Linked DNA regions of Mus musculus: region 2 is linked to region 1. The links are chromatin contacts, called in public HiChIP or PLAC-seq maps. All regions are on one chromosome and are shown on one strand. The core of a region is the stretch at or near the end of the contact, and the rest is flanking DNA. Distances in the headings are between cores, read along the strand shown. Region 1 overlaps Thsd4 (thrombospondin, type I, domain containing 4). Region 2 overlaps Thsd4 (thrombospondin, type I, domain containing 4).

Evidence for each region. HiChIP or PLAC-seq counts read pairs in DNA pulled down with a chosen protein or histone mark.
Region 2: an H3K4me3 HiChIP or PLAC-seq map of embryonic basal ganglia shows a contact between it and region 1, with 2.3 times the contacts expected there. The contact joins two enhancer-like sites. A contact is called at or near these places in 1 of 484 Hi-C or Micro-C datasets (cerebellar granule neurons), 2 of 115 datasets of contacts at active chromatin or transcription factors (astrocytes and embryonic basal ganglia) and 1 of 9 other capture datasets (embryonic stem cells).

Annotation. Positions count from the first base shown.
Region 1 is chr9:60,265,006-60,270,581 of GRCm38.p6, forward strand. All of the region lies in intron 6 of Thsd4 (thrombospondin, type I, domain containing 4), which reads right to left. Among named protein-coding and RNA genes, the nearest start is that of 2010001M07Rik, 66 kb to the right of the region's middle. Within about 2 kb of position 1,621, at least 24 of the 459 cell types and tissues checked have an H3K27ac peak or open chromatin away from gene starts, as enhancers often do. A contact at or near this core is called in embryonic basal ganglia, where this site is marked.
Region 2 is chr9:60,455,281-60,460,472 of GRCm38.p6, forward strand. All of the region lies in intron 3 of Thsd4 (thrombospondin, type I, domain containing 4), which reads right to left. Among named protein-coding and RNA genes, the nearest start is that of Thsd4, 53 kb to the right of the region's middle. Within about 2 kb of position 2,396, at least 59 of the 459 cell types and tissues checked have an H3K27ac peak or open chromatin away from gene starts, as enhancers often do. A contact at or near this core is called in embryonic basal ganglia, where this site is marked.

The sequences.
Region 1 (5,576 bases), core at 371-2,870:
AGAAAACATGCCGTTCATGCTCTTCAAGCTGGGTGACTGGGGGGAGGGGTTACATCTTTAAGTGTTCTACTTAACAAGAGCTGGAAGTCTGAAGGAGCCTGTCAGGAGAAAGCCAGCTTGGCCCACTGTCAGGGAGGCAGCCTGACAGCTCCAGCAGAAGCAGGAGCTCCTAACGAGTTTCTTATGGCTTGGGGGAAACATATGTCCATCTGAGTGGATAATATATGAGAACTATGGCAGGCGCACACCCTCCTGAAAGACCGTGTGGCAGAGGGTTCTCGTTAGGGGGCCTGACTAAGGCTGTCAGAGGCTGTAAGAAGGAAGTGAACTCTGGTACAAAATGTTCTGTGAAAAAGCCTCAGAAGCCAGAGACCCTCAGGCAGAGGAAATGGTAGCACTTCAAGTGAGGCCCATGGGAATACGTCACTTCCAGATATTGATCAACTTAGTAAAATCCATATGTATACATGTACATATGTGTGTGCATGCATGTTATATATTGTATGTATATACAGTGTAGATGAATGGGTTTATGAGTTGTGTCCAAATATGTGTATTTTGTGCTTATATATACATGTATACATTCATGTGTGTGCATAGATCTGTCTCTTCTGGGGTGTGTTGGTATTAAGCCAAAGCCATTTACAGTAATATGAACAAACCATAGGTGTCAAGAGCTTCCTACTATGGCTATTCTTATTAGCTAGCTTGTTCTGGTGTTGCCCTGTTTTTGCCTCCAGAGGCTAGAACTATGGGCAGGCTACCACATCTACTTGGCATCTACATGGTTCTGGGAACTCCAAACCCAGGCTTGCAGAGCAATTGCTTTAATGACTGAGATACCTCCCCAGCCTGACATGTCTTCTTAATTATAAACGTCCTACCTTTTAGCTTGCTTGGTATCTTTCCATCTCACTGATCACCATCCCTGACTCGGAGCAAGAAGAGTCCTTAAGCACTCAGCTGGGAGGCTAGAAAGATGGTACAACAATTAAGAGCACAAGCTGCTCTTGCAGAAGACCAACATTTAGTCCCCAGCAGCCATGGCAAGCAGTTGACAGCTACCTGGAACTCCAGCTCCAGAGGGATCTGACACTTTGGTTTCCAAGGAAACATGCACTCAGATACATATAGTCACACACGGCCACATACATGTACATAATTAAAGAAAATACTCAGGTTGGGATGGCGACACCCAGCTTTAATCCCAGGAGTCAGGGGCAGGCAGACTCTGTGAGTTCAAAGCCAGCCTGGTGTACAAGGTGAGACCCTGTCTAAAACAAGAAAACAAATCTCAGCCACCCTAGTGCTTCCTCTGGCAGCACAAATACTAAAATCTCAGCCAGTCTGACCATTGTCCTGTATACAAGAAAAGGCTCAGCAAGGTGTGTAGGGCTTTTACAGGCACAGACAGAGACCTCGGGGACTCTTTCATGCCTCCCTGCTGTGCCTAGGTAAGCAACAAGTTAAAAACAAAACAAGCAAACAAACAAACAAACAGCTTAATCAGTTGCTCAGCTGAATTAACAAACTCATTTACATGTCTCTATACTGAGGGAGCTGAATAGACCCAATCTCAGATGTCCAGGAGCTTTCAAAACAATTGGAGCAAGCCAGACAGCTCATGCACACAGCGGGCAGACACAAAGGACGCCTGAAAGCAGCCTTTCCACTGCCAACCGCAGGTCTTCCACAGACGTCTACAGGAGCCTGGGAATGAGGCGTGCGTCTGCGGGCTTGGTCCTTTGCGTGTACAGGGCAAATGTGAAAGACAGTCTTTTCTATAGTAGGGTTGGAAACACTGACCACTTCAGGCCCCAGTTATTTGTTTTGGGGGTTTTGGTTTGGTTTGGTTTTGAGGCCTTCTCTATAGGCAGAACACGTTCCATCCAAATCAAAAGCCAAAAGCAGGCTTAAAAAAAAAGGCTGGGGGCAGCTCCCTTCACCACTACCTACCAAACAAATGTAGCCCCTGACATTCAAGCTCCACATTCATGGGGATGAATGCTGGGGAGACATAATCCCCCCACTGAGCTTGGCTTTCTTTAAAAGATGTCAATCCTCGCCCCTCCCAGCCCCCCAGTCACAATCACAGGCCAGCATCTCTTTCCCCAAAGACAAACAAGGCTTTGGAGAAATGAGAAAGGAGGTGCCCTGTGGCAGCTTGAAAAGGAAATTCTGCAGGCAGCGCGGCTCCCTCTGAGGAAGCCCAGGGAAGGATGGTCTCTTCGGGCCACACAAAGCGTGGCATGGACACATCATGCCCGAACCTAATTGAAACCTCAGGCTGAAACAGTATTTTGCAGCAGTCGAGAAGAAAAGACAGGCACAGACAAAGAGGGGAAACAAAAGCAGGGTGTGGAAGAGGCATGAGAAGCAGCCCACTTCTTGACCGTGGGACAATTTGGATGGTGGCCACCGAGTTAACTGAGGTGTAGCCTCCCTCCCAGGCTAACTGAGACCTGCCGCCCCTTTGCAAACTGAACTGCTGCCAGCGCTCTGATTCCACAGCCAAGGCCTTTGGGGCCCAAGAGGCTCTTCAAACTGTCAATGTCTTCAAAGATGTATAACATGGAAGGTACTAGAAGGTGCTGGTTAGCCCTGGAAGAACAACCTGCCAGAGACCTGCAGAAATGAGGTAGAAAGGAAGGAGGGGACTGTGGAATGGGCTCAGTTAGTAAGACGGTTAAATGAACACAAGGCCCTCTGGATGGTCTTCAGCATCCATGTAAAAGCCAGGTACCCATGCAAGAATGTAAGATGGAGAGCAGATGAAGGCCACATCTAACAGCAACCTCTGGCTTTCAACACAAATCCATACATGCCGGCCGCAGTGGGATATTTAGGTAGTACAATGATTTCTGCCTGGCTCTTACTCGGGTCTGAATCTGAGTTCTGCCACTAATTGAGCTTGTGCCACTAGACAAGTTCTGGCTGTAAACGGCACCTTTCTTATCTGTCAGAATGAGTACTGATTATCTCAAAGACTTGTCTATGAGACAAGTGGATTAATTGTGCTTGTAAAAACACAGGCTCTGGACACAAATAAACTTCTTTCTTTTGTCTTGAAACCAAATGCTCCTGAATGTGATGGAAACTCTGCCTGCCCACCCACCCACCTGCCCACTTGCCTGCCCATCTGCCTGTCTGCCCACCTACCTGCCTGCCCACCTGCCTGCCCGCCCACCTGCCCACCTGCCGGAGTTTTAAAACAAATGCATATGATGGAACTATGGGTCTTGATCCCAAAGCAGCAGCCAGTAGCTGATTTTTAACTCTATGGAGCTTTCCCTGGCCAGAAGGTAGTAGATTGTTAGGTTGTTGCCAGTTCTAAGTTGTCTGCTTTTTCTTTTCTTTGATAATTATCATGGAAGCACAGCTGAGTTGAAATGTGCCTGGAAGAAGAGTAGACAGGTCAGTGCTGTGGCATACTTCTCAAGTACAGTTCTGGCCGTGCTCCTGGGCTCCGACTGCTTGGTAGCCAAACCTTGGGAACCCTGCTTAGGGGCTCATGATTCAACTTCCTTTGTCTTCATGGTCTTGCAAACAGCCACCTGCAATTTTTATTTTGTCAATGGACCTGAACAGAGACATTGTTTCAATCTCTCTGCTTATGAGCGTCCGCTATGGTCTGAAGGGTCTCCAGCAGATCAACCGTTACCTACTAACAGATACAACCTGTTTATTTTGTTTTTAAGTTACATTTATGTATTTATTTATATTTGTTTGTCTGGGTGCCTGAGCTACATCTGTGCAGAGATCAGAACATCACTTCCAGGAGTCGGTTCTTTCTTTCTACCCTGTGGCTTCTGGGGATTGAACTCTGGTCATCACACTTGGCAACAAGCATCCTTACCCATGGAGCCATCCTGCCACCCCTATATTTGTTCTATGAGACAGGCTCTCCCTGTGTAGCCCCATCTGACCCAAACTCACTATCTTTCCAATCCTGAATGAAAGGACTACAGGTGTGTTCCACCATGACGAGTTGACAAATACAATCTTAATGAAGGATGTGGTGGTTCAAAAGAGAAATATCTCCCAATGGCTTAGGCATGATCCCTACCTGGTCAGTATTTGGGGGCAGAACGGGGAGAGCCTAAGAAGTGTGGCCTTGATGAAGGAAGTATGTCACAAGGGTCAGCTTTGGGAGTTTATAGCCTTGCCTCACTTCCAGTCCCCCTTACTCCCCACCCCCACTCTCTTGTCCAGCATTACAGACATTTCCTCTGGAAACATAAGCCCGAATAAGCTCTTTCTTCTGTAGGTTGCCTTGGTCAAAGTATTTTATTACAGTCACAGAAAAGTAACAGATACAAAGGATTTATTTACTAATCTTTTACTTCAGCAAATGTTCCCACCAACAGATATTTTCAGTGTTAATGAAAAATGTAAATAAACTGTGAGACTGGAAATGCATACACACATACACACACACACACAGATACATACACAGTCACACACATACATATACCACATATGCACATACATACACACACACACACAGAGGAACATGTACAAGTACATGCATACTATGTGCAGCCACCGCCAGGAAACCTTTATAATGATGATTTTCTGGAGTTCACGTACATACTACCTTGACTCTGTAGCCACAGACTGATGTTCTGCTTCAGTTTTGGACAGATGTAGCCAAGCATAATTATCTAAAACTCAGAGGGCCCCAAAAAGGAAAGAGAGCCCTGTCTGGGTATCCAACATATTTATGATGAGAGGATGTCGTATTTCTGATGGAACAATCCCAATTGCTAACCATTCTCCCTCCCTGTGTACCACATGGACCAGGATCCGAGAAAAATCACCAGCTAACTTAACATTACAAACTGCTCCTCTGACAAGGTTCTGACAAATGGGCAAGCGCTAAGATCTAGACCTTTCACAGTCTGAGAAGCCTGGAGCTGAGAGGGAGGCTATAGGACAGTGAGGACCAATGAAAACCAGATTCGAACTCTATAGAGTCGAGAAAGGCAAACATTGGTAGCTTATCTATGCAGCCCACACACCTTGCAACAGCCCAAAGCTTCATATTCTCTCTAATCTAGTCTGGGTTTGCTCTTTCAGTTAGACCCATGGAGCCAGTTCATCAAAAGAAAAGGCCCATTGCAATGCTTAGTGTTAACGACCCAAAGGAAACACAAGAAAAGGAAACACACAGGAGATAAACCTCCAGACATACCTATGAGGGACTATCTAGCCTCTGGCCAGGCCTGTGAGGGATTATGTCTATTAGGTTAATTGGGGTAGGAAGGCTCACACTAAAAGTGGGTGACACCAATCCCTGGGCTTGGGTCCTAGACTGTATAAAATGGAGAAAGTGGGACAGGAGAGATGACTTAGAAGTTAAGAACACCTGACGTTCTTCCAGAGGATCTGAGTTCAATTCTTTTTTCTTTTTCTTTTTTTTTTGGGGGGGGGGTGGTTCGAGACAGGGTTTCTCTGTGTAGCCCTGGCTGTCCTGGAACTCACTCTGTAGACCAGGCTGGCCTCGAACTCAGAAATCTGCCTGCCTCTGCCTCCTGAGTGCTGGGATTAAAGGCGTGCGCCACCACGCCCGGCTC
Region 2 (5,192 bases), core at 1,146-3,645, 190 kb after region 1:
TGAGTTCAAGACCAGCCTGGAGTACAGAGTGAGTTCCAAGACAGCCAAGGCTATACTGAGAAACCCTGTCTCAAAAAACAACAACAACAAAAAAAAAAACCAAACCAAAACAACAGCAACAACAAAAAAAGAACGAGCCTATACATCGACTCCTCCATAGGAGGATGCAAGGAAATGAGATTGTATAACTGGGCTAGGACAGGCCTGGAAAAGTCCATGTCCTTGGTCTTCATGTGTACTAGAGCCACGGGGCTTGGACAAGCAGTTGAGGACGATGCATATAATTAAGGACTCGGAGCTTAGAGTCAACTGGAATGGTTGTACCACCATTTATAATGTTCCTGACCACCTCCGATGCGTCTCCTCAAGGCAAAATAGAGATGAGGAAGAGAAAGAGGAGGAAGAAGAAGAGGAGGAGGAGGAAGGGTTCTACTGATTCATACATAAGGATGGTGTGAGGCTACCTTCATAAACATTACTTAGCATTGAGCCTGGAACATAAGAGGTGCTCAATAGACATCTGTAGCCAGGGAGAGGAAACCCATACTATACGCAGGATTCTTGAAAGAAATGTAGACAAGGGATATGAGTCTGGGAGTTAAGGGCTGCTAGAAGGTTGTCACGGTGACCCAACAAGAAGGCAACAAAGATGGCAGGAGTAAGAGGAAAGTGGGAGGAGACATGGAGCAGACATTTCCATTGGCAAGAAAACGGGGCTCAACACAGCTGGGATCCCATACCTGGGAGATTAAAAGAGATATTCATGCTGAAATAAAAATAAGGAAGGTGGGCCGGGACTGTAACTCAGTGACAGAACCCTCGCCTAGCATGTGTGAGGCCCTAGAGTCCAATCCCACACAGACTTTCATAAACATACACTCACATACACATACACTCACGTACACTCACACACACTCACATACACATACACTCACGTACACTCACACACACTCACATATACTCACACATACACACTCACACACATACATTCTATACACATCCACATACACACTCACATGCACTCACACACACTAACACAATAGTAAAGAGATAGGGTCAATTTGGTAAACACAAAACAAAGTTCTGTTCTTAGCTGCTATGAAGGGATTGAAACTCATGAAGCAAATCAGGCCAGCACCACAGATCCAGGGAAGGGACCCATCCTGAGGAAGGATGGCGTGCTGAGGATACTGAGGAAAGCTTTCATGCCCAGGCAGGAGGCAGCAACAATACAAGGAAGGGAAACAGAAGAAATATAAAGAGGACAGGTCATTTCAGAGATGTAGAGCTGAGTTCTATGTCCAAAGCTAAGTGCTGCTGAAGAGGGAACCAGTGATTTCCAAAAAGGATCGTTCTCATGAAGCCTGAGAAGTAGCCCTGAAAGAGTGGATCTGCAAATCAGCAGGGTGGGATGCAGGCTCATCTCCCAGACTTGGGAAACTCCAGGAGGTTAGCTGTAGATAAAAGGCAGCTGCTATTGCTAGCATTCAGTGCTTTTAGGCTCTGCTCCAAGCTGGTGGCTTCCTTCTGACAGTTCTGAAACTGGCGGCTGCCACCTATTCCGGCTTCCTCCTCTCGGAGGCATTTGAGGCAAAAGTAGGTAAGCACATGGCTTTTGGGTTCCCTTCTGCCCTGCCTGATGGGAAAGGATGCAGGGAGAGGTTGCTGAGCAACAGGATCTTCAGCGGGGAGTATAAGGAGTTGGCAGTTGAGCTGCACGTGCCCTAGGCAGATGCCTCTGACCCATGTTCCCAGTCCTATTTGTACCTTAGAATCATGCACGATATACTTCAGGCTGCCTAGCTATAACTCTACTTCCAGACACTGGCATCCAATGTACCTACAAATGACCCCACAGGTAGGTAAGTTGTCATTGTTGTTGTCATTGTTGTTATTGCTTTATCCCCCTAAATGATTCTAACCCACAACCAAGACCAAGAACTTCCCAGTGAAGTTGTAGTATGAGTTTCACAGATATTTCAGAGCTTTGATTTGAGATAGGCTCCTAGATCTGTCTAAATTTGGCAAACACAAAACCCAAACACTAGTGGGTGGTGTTGATGAGGGCTGTGCTACAGGGAAAGGGAAGGGCCCCCGAGCCAGGGCACAGCTAAATAAGTACCAGGATCAACTGATGAGCGGTCTCTACCCCGCACTGGGAGGGAGGGAGAGAGGGAGGGATGGCTGGGGTCTGATTATGCTACTCCAGCTAGCATCTCTAATCCTATCATAGCCTCCACTAAGCAGCCTGAAGCCTGCTGAGACTGGAAGCCCAGGAGCCCACCGTCCAGCAGCTGCTGGCTTGGATAAGCTCCAGCATCCCCCAGGGAAGCAGCTTGGAATAGTCACAGCAGCCATCAGCACCACACTCCACGAAATGAGACTTTCAGATCCATTTTGGGGGTTCCGGGAGCTCTCGTCTCCAGGGAGAGCTTCAACCCGTGACGCTTTTAAGAATGATTACTCTCGGAGCCTTAAGACAAAAATCAAGAATCTTGGAGATGCCAGGCTCCACCAGAGCTCACCCAAACAGGGACTTTGAGCGCAGAGTCCAAGCGCCTGCACTGCTTAGCAGCGATCACCCAGCGGATAGACGGGATCCACCCAGCAGGCTAGGGAGCAAGGAGCTCACATTGCTCTGCCAGCAGCATCCCTAGGGACCCCTGCTTGATGACAACCACCCCAGAAATGGGCTCAACAAAACATACAACTAGTCCCTAACCGCTCGCTCTGAAGCTTAGTTCTTCCTCTGTAAAAGAAGAGTGCTCTGACCCTAAGGACCGTACTGCTGTGAAGGCAGAAAAATGACATCATCTTGCTTACAGTGGGACCCTAGAGTTGGCATGGACAGACCTTACTAGAAAGTAATAAAGCACTGGGCAGGTTGGTGCACACTTGTAACCTCAGCACTGAGCAGTCAGAAGCAACAGCACAGTGAGTTCCAGGCTGGCTTGGAATGCACCGTGGGACCCTGTCTCAGAAGCTAAATTAAATGCAAAAAGGGAAAGGAGAAAGATCATAGGAAAAGAAGGAGAGGGAGAGATAAGGGAAACAGAGGAGAGAGAGAGCTACAGAAAGAGAGAAAGGAGGGAGGGAGGAGAAGAGAGAAGGAGGAAAGAACTGAAAGAAAGGGAGGGGGAGGAGAGGAGAACAGGAAAGAGATAGAAGGAAGGAGGTGGAAGAGAGAGGATGGACAGGAAGAGAATAGAGAGGGAAAGGGAAGGGAGGAAGCAAGGAGGGAGGAGACAGGAAGCAGGGACATGGAGCTCTTGCTCTGATCCAGACAGCTCAGCAGATATCGCCCACCCAAATATACAGTGGTCACCCGCCCAGAACACAGATAAACACCCTGCAGAGTCTTTCCCTGACAGCCCCCAGAGAACCGCATATGTTCCGACTTCACCACAGGCTCCTGGAAATGACTTTTGAGTTTTATTTCCTTGTCAAAAATCTTGTTGAAATAATCGTCCCGACCCACGCTGAAGCAGCAGGCTCGTGTCGACTCTTGGCTGGAAGCTTCTGCTCAGCAGAAATCAAGAGACCGGAACATCCATTTGTCACGTGCAGCCGTGTGTAAAAATCTTTAATTGCCCTGCTTAATGGCATGGAACGTGGGAGAGGGGCAGGCAGTGGGTACATAGTGGAGAATAGGCAGAGGTAGTCTCCATGCGCTAAAATCTGCCTGCCATTGGCAGATGGCTGAGTGACCATCAAGGCAAGGATAGTGAACTTCCTTTTCTTTATTCTTTTCTTTGCTGTGGTGTGTGTGTGTGTGTGTGTGTGTGTGTGTGTGTGTGTGAGAGAGAGAGAGAGAGAGAGAGAGAGAGAGAGAGAGAGAGAGAGAGAGAGAGAGAGATCAGGAGAAGGGTTTACACGCTCATGTATGCCTGAAGAAGGCAGAGGCTGCCTTCATGAATGTCTTCCCACCATATATACTTAGGCACAGTATCTCACTGAACCCGAAGCTCACTGATTCTACTTGCTCTAGCTAGCCAGCCTCCATTGCCTCCAGAGAGCTGAGACTGCGGGTGACCACTGTGTGGGGAGCCGCCCTCACATTCGCCATTGCAAGATGGCGCTGACATCCTGTGTTCTAAGTGGTAAACAAATAATCTGCGCATGTGCCAAGGGTAGTTCTCCACTCCATGTGCTCTGCCTTCCCCGTGACGGCAACTCAGCCGATGGGCTGCAGCCAATCAGGGAGCGACACGTCCTAGGCGGAGGATAATTCTCCTTAAAAAGGGACGGGGTTTCGCCATTCTCTCTCTTGCTCTCTTGCTCTTGCTCTCATGCTCCTGAAGATGTAAGCAATAAAGCTTTTGCCGCAGAAGATTCCGGTTTGTTGTGTTCTTCCTGGCCGGTCGCGAGAACGCGTGTAAGACCACTGCCCTACCTGGATTTCACTTGGGCTCAAAGATCTGCACTCCAGTCTTCACGCAGGAGGCAATTCAACCACCGAGTCATCTCCGCACTCCCAGAATCTTCCTTTCAACCTTTGCTTTTCCAGGCCAGGAGCCCTACTGGTCTTTTTGGCCTTTAAGTCAAGGATGTGTCCCCCAGTACCCTCCCATCCCCCAGGTCTGCCCTTCCCACCTCTCCAGCAGACTCTAGGCTCCCTGGAGGAACTTTCTGAGGTGCTCAACACTCTCCCTCTGCTCCCACCCTTCCCCCATGCTCCCACCCTCACCCTTTCCTTTGAGCCATCTCCAGCTTCTGAATCACCCAAGGTCTGCCTGGCCTTCCCCAGTCTATCCCAGGCCCAAAAAGGTCCTTCCCTGTCTAAACACCTATACCCTCAGCCTCGGGTCTTAACTCACTTTAAATTACCCATGACAAACTGTCTGCCCACCCCTTCTAACACAGAAGCACTTGGCATGCATAAGCAGGGTAACTGTAATTCACCATCAAACTAGGACCCTTTTAAGAGGAACGGGGGTGTTATTAATGATCACATCAGGCCCACAGGCATAAACTACCACTGCCCCAAATGTCTAGATGCCTTCCAATGAGCCTAACTCTCTAATGATATCGAACCCTTTTAGCCCTTGGACCTTATGAACATGAGTTGACAAAGGAGCAGGCAAAAAAAAAAGCTTCTAAAACCCCTTGAAAGTTTAGGAAGGATCATCTGGCCTGCAGTGTGCAGGGTAAAGGACGGCCAGAATAACCACAGCTCATGGCTCGCGGTTACG